Linked DNA regions of Zea mays: region 1 is linked to region 2. The links are chromatin contacts, called in public Hi-C maps. All regions are on one chromosome and are shown on one strand. The core of a region is the stretch at or near the end of the contact, and the rest is flanking DNA. Distances in the headings are between cores, read along the strand shown.

Region 1 (5,241 bases), core at 962-3,461, 270 kb before region 2:
GTAAGTCAGAGTCGAGGAAGTATATTTCGGGGCTTAAATATAGTGGCAGAAGATAGAAGTTAATTAGGATGCATATGGTTATTTGTACTCGAAACAGTTTTCCTGTCCTGACAGAGTGAGACAGTGCATATGGCTCTCCCCGCAGGCGAAAGTGACTGCCCATGGGCCATATGGGCATGAATGGGGGAGGTGACATCCATGATCCATGGATCGACAAGCATAATGGCCTGTGCAGCAACGTGATAAAGGATGTCCCTCATCCTTCTTCGCCTCGAGGTTCATCTCGAGGGTTTGCACGCCGCCGCAGCTCCGGCGTGCAAGTTGACGAGTGGGGCCAGGCACATCATGTAATGCGTGGACACACACATTAACACTCTATATATACAAATATATAAAAACACTTATATGTTTATTTATTTATTTATTTAATTATTTCTAGAACCAACACCGAGGACATATTGATACTGGCAAGAAACTAGTGTCGTGTACGAATACACTGTTGCATGCGAACACACTAGTATTGCGGAACATTTACGCCTTGCGTAATAAGTAAAAGGCGTTCCCCCTTTTGTGGGCTGGGCCGGGGCCCTTTTCCCATGCCTTTTTCTCTTTTATATCGGCTCTTTTTTCCTTTAATCTTTACTACCACTTTTTTTACTTGTTGCCCACAAAATTACGAGCTCGCTTTTGATTATGCTCTTCTCCACTTCATAGCACTAACAAAATGACATGATGCTGCCTTTTACTACCTCCTCCATTCAAAAAAAAGTTAACAGTGTCATATATTTATGACGCTGTGTCAGCTGCTAGTACTGTGAAACTGGATTTGACCCTCAAACTAAAGCTGCTAGTGGCTCATATATATATGTCTCTCGCGAGGCATGTGGAAGATGGAAAGTGTGTGTTGTTTAAAAGTTGCTATACGCATGGCATGGCAGTGTTAGGACATGTAGGTTGCGCTTGAGGAGATTTGAGCTGATCAGTGTGCAGTGGGAGTCAACAATGGCTGCCCATCATGGCGCAAAAACGAAGGGTCTAGCCGCCAAAGTGAAGGTGCTTTCCTTGCATGCAGCAATCAGCATGCTCGTCGACCTCAAGTGTCCTTGCATTTGTCCCCTAACCACTGCACTGTCTGTAGGGGGCACCTACTCGCGGCGTGAGATCTCTCTGGTGAGCAGCGTGGCAGCTCATGCAGCCATGCAGTGCCTGCTGGGGGAAGGATGAGGACGGTCGGTCTGAGATGGTCATGGAGGGCAGCAGTGGAGCGACACTGCCTCTGTGACTGTGAGGAAGAAAGTGCTCTTTTATACGTATGTATGTAGAGAATGTTGTACTGTTGACATGTGGATTCCATAGACGACATGTGGACTGTCAAGAAAACAGTGTACTGGATGATCCTTCAGTTCCTCGGTATATATAGCAATAACTAGAGTCCATGTACGTGTCCCCTGAATAATATATGAAAACAAAAAAAAATTCTGGTTGAAAACTGTTAAACACAAACTCGTTTCTTGTGATCCAATCCAAATAGGTCAGCGACAAACCACATTCCCTGTCAGCAATAGAATATTTTGTTCTCATCCTCTCAAATTTATTTCAGTATCAAATAAGCGCTCAATATAGGTTGATAGAGAGCCTGGCATGATAACAGTGACGAATAAAAGGGGACATGTTTAACAGCTATATATTTGCTATAGAAGCAACAAAATGTATTATCATTCTAATCCTCCACTTACTCAGAACGACATTAATTGATATCACAATAAGCGTGCGTTCTCTGATGAACCTTCTGAGGACTAGGACTGTTGTGTCTTTGAAAAAAATCACACGTCTGATTAGTTGGTCATAGGAGTAGCATTATTTGTATAGTGTAATATTGTCACGCTTTTACAAGTTATTGACGAATGAGACCTACATAGCAGAAAAAAAATCTTGTCATAATTGTAGCTCTAAACCAAACGTATGCCTAACTTGCTAACATTAGACGTGGTAAATTGTGGAAGATGAATCAACAAACCAAACAGCCCTTAAGAAACCGACTATTTCGATGTCCATTATTTCGGTTCGGTGTTCAGTGCACACTGATCACCGAAATTTCCTTGCCCCTTACAACTCGCACCACGAGTCGCTGTTGTCGCTCTGTGCATCTTGCTTAGACCTGCTTCGAAGCCCATGTTGTTGGCCTGCTGCCGCCGCGGTTTCTTGACCGTAAAGAAAGAGTGCTGGGCTGTAAGAGCGTTGGCTTGTTGAGCTGGGATGGCGAGTGGCCCATGTGATCTATGTACTCTTTCTTTACTTTTTGGTTTATATGGTATATTTCTTTTTTTATATTTTTATACTACTTTCATTTATTTTTTTATTTTACTCTACTTAATTAATTTCTTAAGTTTTTTTCTTCTATTTATTTTGCCTTTCATTTTCTCTTTTCTTTTTATTTTATCTGTTTCATGTATTTCATTAAATTACTCTAATAATTTATTTTTATTAATTATTTTCAATTTGTTTGTTTGTTTTTTTACTTACATGAAATACATATCATATGTATATGTTGTACATGTTTTTTTTAAAAAATTATTCTAGATTTTAGTTTTCCTTTCCATCTAGTTTATTTTGGTTTGATTATTTATTTCTATAAATATTGTGTTCGTGAGATGCTGCATGATCTTGATTCTTTACATAGGATCCATATAAGGCTAGATATCGAGCTAGCTTGGCTTGGCTCAACTCGTTAAGGAACCGAGCCAGAGAACCGACTCGGGTTGGCTCGTTTTCTAGATCAAGCTGGCTCATTTAGCTCACGAGTCATAGAAAAGCTATATACATACATATATATGCCAACATAATCAGTTGCTCGTTAACTCTAAACCAATTTAACATCACTAGCATATAGGTCGTGTTAACACTACGATCCTGAAGAGTGGAGTAGTCGATGACGGCAACAACGCGAGTGAAGGAAGGGGGAGGGGCGGTGGTGTCAAAGGGGAAGAAGGGGTAGGCTGGGGGCGGCGGGGTCGCCGGGAAGGAGGAGGGGGAGGGGGAGGGTTGATCTAAATAATATTGTCTATTAGATTTGAGTGGGTAAGAGAGAGGTTTATACAACGATCTGAAATGTTGGTCTTGATTGTGTGTTAAGATTGGTGTTTTTTGGTGGATTTAGTGGATGCTATAGGTGTGGGTGTCAGTTGGCTAAGGGTCTGTTTGGTTGGGCTGTGGCTGTGGAAAAAGTTGCTGTGGGCTGTGAGCTGTGGAAAAAGCTGCTGTAGGCTGTGTGCTGTTAAAAAGCTAAAAATCGTTTGGTGGAAACCACTAAAAATCGTTAAAATTTCTTCGATATATGTTTTCACAGTTCCATCCAAAAGCCACTAAAAGCAGGTCTAGGGGTGCTTTCAGTTTTGCACTACGAGAAAGTCGGCTTTTAGAAAAAGCTGCTTCCTGGATTCAGCCCTTTGGTTGGCTTTTGGCTTTTAGGGGGCAAAAGCCAAAGCCAAAAGCCAAACCAAACACACCCTAAGTTTTGTATAGTTTAAATTGGTGGATTATATAGTGCATTAGATAAAGGAGTAATGTTGCTCATATTTTTACAGACCACATTAATTTAACAACAAACTAACATAGTTCACTCATCTGTTCATTCAACATAAGTACGCAATACACATGTTCACTAGTTTAACTCGCATACACAATTACACATACCAGTTTACCACATGCCACAAGCACATATATGTAAACATGTTCATCTGTTCATGCGTAAATGATATGTAACGCAATGCAACAATCTAGTATACAAAATTTTAAACACTAGGCCATCAAACCCAAGTAGTCATCAATGAGGCTAGCTAGGGGTGGGCGTTCTGGTTACCCGAAAAATTTGGGCTGGGTAATTTAGGTAATTTAAATTTTGGATTCTAAGAATCGGTACTCGAAATTACAACGGGTTTTACAATACCCGAAAATTCGGGTACCCAAAATTTCGGGTTCGGATTCGGGTATTCCCGAACAGTTGTGGCAGCTAAATTAACACCCTATTAAATTAGAAAAAATATAGTTTTAATAATGATATACATGCACTTAAAAAACATGAAATCTATGATCACAAGTTCATAAGTCATACTGTTGCCACCCGAATCTAATCAGCGAGAGACAACAGGCGACACGAGAAGCCGGAAGGCTCCCGGGGCTGCTGGTAGGCCCGGGTTCCTCGGTCAATGGTCTAGATCCTAACATATGGCTAGGCTTCAAGGTTCGTCTGGCATGACACACGACCTATACTCGATCAGCAAGGTGTCGACATGCTCCGAATAGGTTCCCTGCATGCAAAAACATGTACGAACGTTAGTCCGAGCCATGTTTGCCCCCTCCTCCCCAGGTCATATCGGCTATAAAGGGTCGATCACTCTCCCCGGGCTCGCACCGGATCCATGCCTTGGTGGCGTAGGGAGCCGATGGCCTTAGAAACTCCGCTCCATCCACGACAGGCGGGTTCGACCCACTACAATTAAAGCCTCACCACACATCCGAAACATCCTACACTTGATTAGGCCTAGCGATCATGGTAGGCACCTGAACGCCGATTAGATTAGAGGCCTAAGAATCAGCATGAGCCAACTCCCACAACGATCCCTGTCCAAACCGAAGCCAGCCACCCGGCACGTCACCAGAACATCCAACCCTCATGTAAGGCCTAGCCATATGGATATTGGACATATCTTGGTGTATAGTTTAAATTGGTGGATTATACAGTGCATTAGATAAAGGAGTAATGTTGCTCATATTTTTACAGACCACATTAATTTAACAACAAACTAACATAGTTCACTCATCTGTTCATTCAACATAAGTACGCAATACACATGTTCACTAGTTTAACTCGCATACACAATTACACATACCAGTTTACCACATGCCACAAGCACATATATGTAAACATGTTCATCTGTTCATGCGTAAATGATATGTAACGCAATGCAACAATCTAGTATACAAAATTTTAAACACTAGGCCATCAAACCCAAGTAGTCATCAATGAGGCTAGCTAGGGGTGGGCGTTCTGGTTACCCGAAAAATTTGGGCTGGGTAATTTAGGTAATTTAAATTTTGGATTCTAAGAATCGGTACTTGAAATTACAACGGGTTTTACAATACCCAAAAATTCAGGTACCCAAAATTTTGGGTTCGGATTCGGGTATTCCCGAACAGTTGTGGCAGCTAAATTAACACCCTATTAAATTAAAAAAAATATAG
Region 2 (5,475 bases), core at 2,337-4,836:
GTTCGTGAGAGGTCTAGGCCGTCGTCTCCCAGTCAACTATGGTTGTTGGATCGTTGTCTTCTTATGATTAATTATTTAATTATTTTGTACAGAACTCTATTATATAGTAAAGATGTGACATTCGTTTCTGTATTATGAGTCATCATATGTGTGAGACTTGATCCTAGCACATATTTAATTCGCGCCCGAATTTAACCCTTAAATTCGGGTGTGACTACTCAGTCCTTATATCGCTCAGCATCAACAATTTACTCGATGCTACTCATCATTAAGTATCAACAGTCAGCTTATGGTACTTACATTGCTTAGCATGCAACTTATAAAAAATGCAGCAGCACACCATAACAACAACGCCTTCCAGTCCCATCAATTTTAGTTGTCCATCAAGTATATTGAACGGATCAGGATGAAAATCAGCATAAACAGTCAGTTTATGTTCCTTACATTGCTTAGCATGCAGCTTATAAAAAACGCAACAAGACGCCTGCCCTTGACTTTTATGGCGTTTACTTCCCTTCTAAATTATATAAGTTAGATTATGATAAAATAGTAGAAAAGTAAAATATCACTTTAGGATCATAAATAAACTGAAATAAGCTATCATAGACAATACTAGCTTATTCGTGTATCCAAAGTGCTATCTTACCTTACTATTTTTCCACCATAATCCAACTTATATAATCTAAGATAGAAACAAATATAGCCTTAGCACTATACCACGGAGGATTTTTACCGACCTTTGTTAGCTACATTTTTTTCCACGGAGGATTTTAGTTCATGCTGGCTGCATTTTTTTTCTCTAGCTTGCAACATTTTTTTCTCTAGCATGTATTCAACATTTTTGTTCTTTCTTGCATGCAGGATTAAAAGTTGGTTCAAGGTTCTTGCAATATTAAGCCTAGCAAAACAGATTCGTGTGAGTTCACTGCAAACTTGTTTTTTCCTTCTTCTTGTTATGTAGCTGATATGTTAGCATAAGAATAGCTGATAATAAACACAAGATCCTACAAATCTTTGGTACGGCAGGGGCAGCAAGGAAAGGAAGGTGTTGTAGTTCAGAAAATCCAAAAACAACTAGGAGATTGTCGAGCTCTAGTGTAAGGTAAGTTCAACTAATTTACCTTGTTTCCGGTTCAATTGTGTGTTTGTTCATTATCTTTGAGTGTATGCAGCAAAGTTTTTATGCTTGTTATATGTTCTTAGAAGCTCTATCATATCCGTAATAACACACATGGATAAATCGTGGATCGACAATGTGGCTAGGTACAATACAACTTTTTTTCACAATAACTAAAAAAATGTGCTACGTGGTTATCTTGATATTTAACATAGAAATTGCATGTAGGGAGACAAAGGCCTATACACAAGGGGTGAATAGTTTTCTAGCTTTTGCATTAAAAAATTCAGCGGTAGGAAGCAAGATTTTATGCCCTTGTAGGAAGTGTGTCAACTCATTTTGGCGGGAGGCTATTGAAGTTCGAGAACACTTGATTTGTGATGGATTTTTAAAAGGGTATAGAACATGGACCTTACATGGAGAAGCTAGTTCCTCTGTATTGAACAATGAACATGGACCTTACATGGCAGCTGCAACTCTTAGAGAGTCGGTAATACTATTATTACCAAATGATGAAGCGTCGGTAAAACTTCTCTTTTAGCGACGGAAGATAAGTCGGTAAAACAACGGTCGGTCGGTAAAAGTTTTACCGACACAGCTTGCAACGACGTTCGTGGTCCGTCGGTAAAGGTCTTTACCAACCTATAGTTCGTCGGTAAAACTGATTTTACCGACAGACCATAAGTTGCAAATAATGTTCCGTGGTATAGTGTAGGGGGTGTTTGTTTACGATTATAATCTGTTCAAATTGTATAATTCAACAAATTTTAAACTAAAGATATGTTTATTTGCGATTATAATCTATCCAGATTTATAATTTAACAAATTTTAAACTAACACTTAGTTCAAAATTTGTTAGATTATATAATCTAGACAGATTATAATCCCAACAAACACCCCCTAACATTTAGTTTAAAATTTATTGAATTATATAATTTAGACAAATTATAATCTCAAACAACCACCCTCTTAGTCCCAGCAATTTAGTATTTTAGTTGTACATCAAATATACTCAACGGGATCAGGAAGAAAAAAATGTGCAATGCTACCAATGTACGTACTCCCTCTCTCCCCTATCTAGAAAACAATGGAAAACTCGCTTTCTAAACAGCAAACGACTCATGGGTAGTGAGTTCGGGGTATTTCGGGTACCGGAGGATGGTAGCCGAATTATCTAAATTAATTTGGGTTTTTAAAGTTGTTATCTGAAATTCTTAAATAAAAATCGGGTTCGGATAATTTAGGTTTAGGTAGCGGATTACGGTTTTTTTGCCCCCTACTCTTTTAAACTAAGGAGAGTGTGAGGGGCATTCAGCCAGAGTTCTTCCTTTCTCTCGTTCTCACACTTCTCTTTATAACACGCTTCCAAGAGCAATACAACGATCAACACTACACTGGACGTAGGGTGCGAGTCTAAACCAGTATAATCCTCTCTAGTCACTTAATTCATCACTCGGTGTGAGTCCACGCTAGCCTCCTCCACCGAACATAAATTATATTGTTTCTCCGATTTCTAAAACCACGGCAATATTTAATTGCTTATAGCTGAATTATTATTTAAAAGTGTACACTAATTTAAAACCCGTGAGTGATTCGAAATCCACCTAAACCCGACAGGTTCGGTGAGAGTTTGGAATTGCACTCGTAGATATGATTATAGGTGGGTTTAAGGGTGCGTTTGGTTGCGGGACAGCCAGGACAGAGACGTCCCCTGACGTCCTCTCTTATTCCTCTAATTTTGAGAGATAACTGTGGACAACACTTGGATAGTCCTGTCCCAGCCACTGACCCTAAACCAAACAACCTTATTTGAGGGATCATCTGGTTCCATCCATTCTGTCAATGCAACCAAACACACCCTAAATAAACTCACAAGTATGATCGTGAGCGGGTTTTTAGTTCAGCTGACCCGTTTCCATCCCGTTGATACGATGACAAGATAAAAAAAACTCGTTCGTTGGATAAAGTGAGCAAGGGAAAGAAAGGCGTTACAGTTGGCGCTTTTCTTTGGTGCACAAAGGAAAGAATATGACTGCGGGAGATAACTGAGGGAGTGGCTGCAGGTACTTTTGTACTGGTGTAATAGACCCTATTTTAAATAGATTAGAACTACTTGTTATCTATGACTTAAAAATATCTAGCTAAAAATTAGTGAACTACTTGAGTAGTTGTTAGCTCTTAATAGTTGAGTTCATACTGGTTGTTAGCTATTAATAGCTGAGTTCTATGAACTAATAAACTATTACTCCAGTTGTTTAGGACTTCAAGTAAACTTTTTAGTAAAATTTGATTAACTAGTTGGGTACATTTGTCGTAAAAAAAGCTTTCCCTCCACTGCTTTCCTCACCACCGCTCACCTCACCAGTCAGCACTCCCACACAGTACCCACCCTTTCTCTCTCCATCTTTTCACGCCCGTTGCTTGCTCCCCCACGCTTGACGCTCCCCCATCCCTCCTCCGCTGCCTTTCTCTCACTTCGCCGCCACTCCCAGTCTCTCTCTATCTCTCCACTCCTTACAGCTAGATTCTAGAAGCCAACAAAAACAGACGGGGGCAGAGCGTAAGGGGAGAATCGTGCTCCGGGAAAGCAAACCTCAGAGAATCCACCTCTCCCCCACCCTCTCTCTCTCTCTAGATCTACGCAAGCCGCCTCGGTATCCGCGATCGCCACCGCCCGCGGCGGCTGATGCGTCCGTGCTGCTGCGCGGAGGTGGCGCTGCGCTGTTAGCTGGCGCGAGAGTTCGTCCGGCCCCCGACCGAGTGATGGGGGCGGCGGGGGGCGGCCGGTGCGTCCGCCTCGGGGCGGCGCCGGTCCTCGTCCTGCTGCTGATCGCCGCTGCCACATTGCCGCGGCTGGCGCGCGCGGTCACCGACGCCGGCGACGGTAACCCACCCTGCTCTGCTCGCTTCTTGTCTCACTTCCTCCGCTTGATTGTAAGTTGGCAGTTTGCACGCACCAGCTGCCTGCACGGGCTGCCGACTGGTTCGTGGTCGCTTGCATGTTTGTCTGGTTGGGTTTCGCTGTTTGCGCGGTGAAGTGATGATTGGAGTTTACTGTTGCTGAGGGTGATGGAATTCGGATGCGTACTGACACTATAAATCAGATGATTTGATTTTGGTGGTGTAGTACTGTTGCACTGCGGATTAGGTGGGTGGGTGCTGAGAAATGTGAATTGAATTTTGCTGAGCTGGTTGATTCAGCCGTTTTGGTAGCGCGGGTTCACAGCGTACTGATTTCGTACCTGAGGGGTTGATGGAGGCGTTGAATTCGTGCTCGCATGCCTGCGGAAGCAACCAAAGTGATGGATGATACGCGGCAATCGGCTTGTGCTTTTCGGCCTTGGGATTGAGAGCGATGTTTATGGTCCTGGAAGGATTTGGTGGCATCGGCTTCCTGTGTTATGAATTTGTTGTCGTCATCCGTGGATAGCAACGGGGGAGGAGCGCGACTGCTTCCTAGAGATTCAGTGGCTGTTGAAAATAGTCAAGGACAAATAGATGTGTAGTGCAATTTTTTGAAGGCTGCCGTGGTACATTGGGAACTTTGATCTTGGTGGAGCACTTGAGCTTATAGTCTCATCAGACTCTCAGGAGTTGGTAAATGGTGTACACACAGGATGAGCTTAGAGTGGCAGAGAGCCGGATTTCTGGTGAATGGCAAAAGACCAAATGACTGCTTTCGCGGGCAATGCGCTCAGTACCTGTTTCAGACAGAGGTCTTGGCAGCAGAGAGTTGAGTTAATACAAAATGTAAATGACTAATGAGGATTAGTTCATGACAGTGTGCTCCATACATGTTATATACAGTTCTGAATTTTGTTAGAAGTAATTGGAACCTTTAACGAATAAAGCCCTTTGGTATGCATGTAGATTGCTTGATTAAGTATGGTTGCATACTGAGGCATTTGTTGTGTTTATTATGCCTCATCATCAATGTTTTCAAATTGCTCGATTAACCAACTCATCGACAAATCGGCCCTTGGACATCGATTAGGTGAAGCAATTCAATTAGTTTTCCTAGTCACTGGTTGCTTGACCAGATGACCAATCATTGACTAGCCACAACCAGTTGGTGCTTTCTAGTCGAACAATCAGCCTGTAGAAAGCAACTTGGGCTTCAGCAGGTCAGTTGGGTAGCATTCAAGGACCATACCACCACCTATATATACTAGCTGTATCGCATATCCTCTGGTTTTGACCTAGCTGCCAGCTGAATTGAGCCTGCGGTCAATGGTTGCTGGAAGTGAAAACACCAATGAAGATGATGAAAACAGCGAGGAGGATGCACTTATTGGTGGCGGACATGTGACCTGTTTGATTCAGCTTTTTCTGGCCAACTTTTATAAGAATCTGGCTAT

Evidence for each region. A called contact is a pair of places that touch in the nucleus more often than the background predicts.
Region 1: a contact with region 2 is called in a Hi-C map of tassel, with 5 times the contacts expected there. The contact joins the enhancer-like site here to the promoter of LOC100383536 in region 2. A contact is called at or near these places in 5 of 25 Hi-C or Micro-C datasets (bundle sheath, ear, leaf and 1 more).

The regions. Positions count from the first base shown.
Region 1 is chr5:90,095,936-90,101,176 of Zm-B73-REFERENCE-NAM-5.0, reverse strand. No RefSeq gene overlaps it. Among protein-coding and RNA genes, the nearest start is that of LOC100278031, 130 kb to the right of the region's middle. Within about 2 kb of position 2,211, at least 15 of the 20 cell types and tissues checked have an H3K27ac peak or open chromatin away from gene starts, as enhancers often do. A contact at or near this core is called in bundle sheath, ear, leaf and 1 more, where this site is marked.
Region 2 is chr5:89,831,825-89,837,299 of Zm-B73-REFERENCE-NAM-5.0, reverse strand. It overlaps LOC100383536 (putative STRUBBELIG family receptor protein kinase), which reads left to right and starts at 3,586. Exons shown (of 17, transcript NM_001176184.2): 1 at 3,586-4,001. The coding sequence starts at 3,881.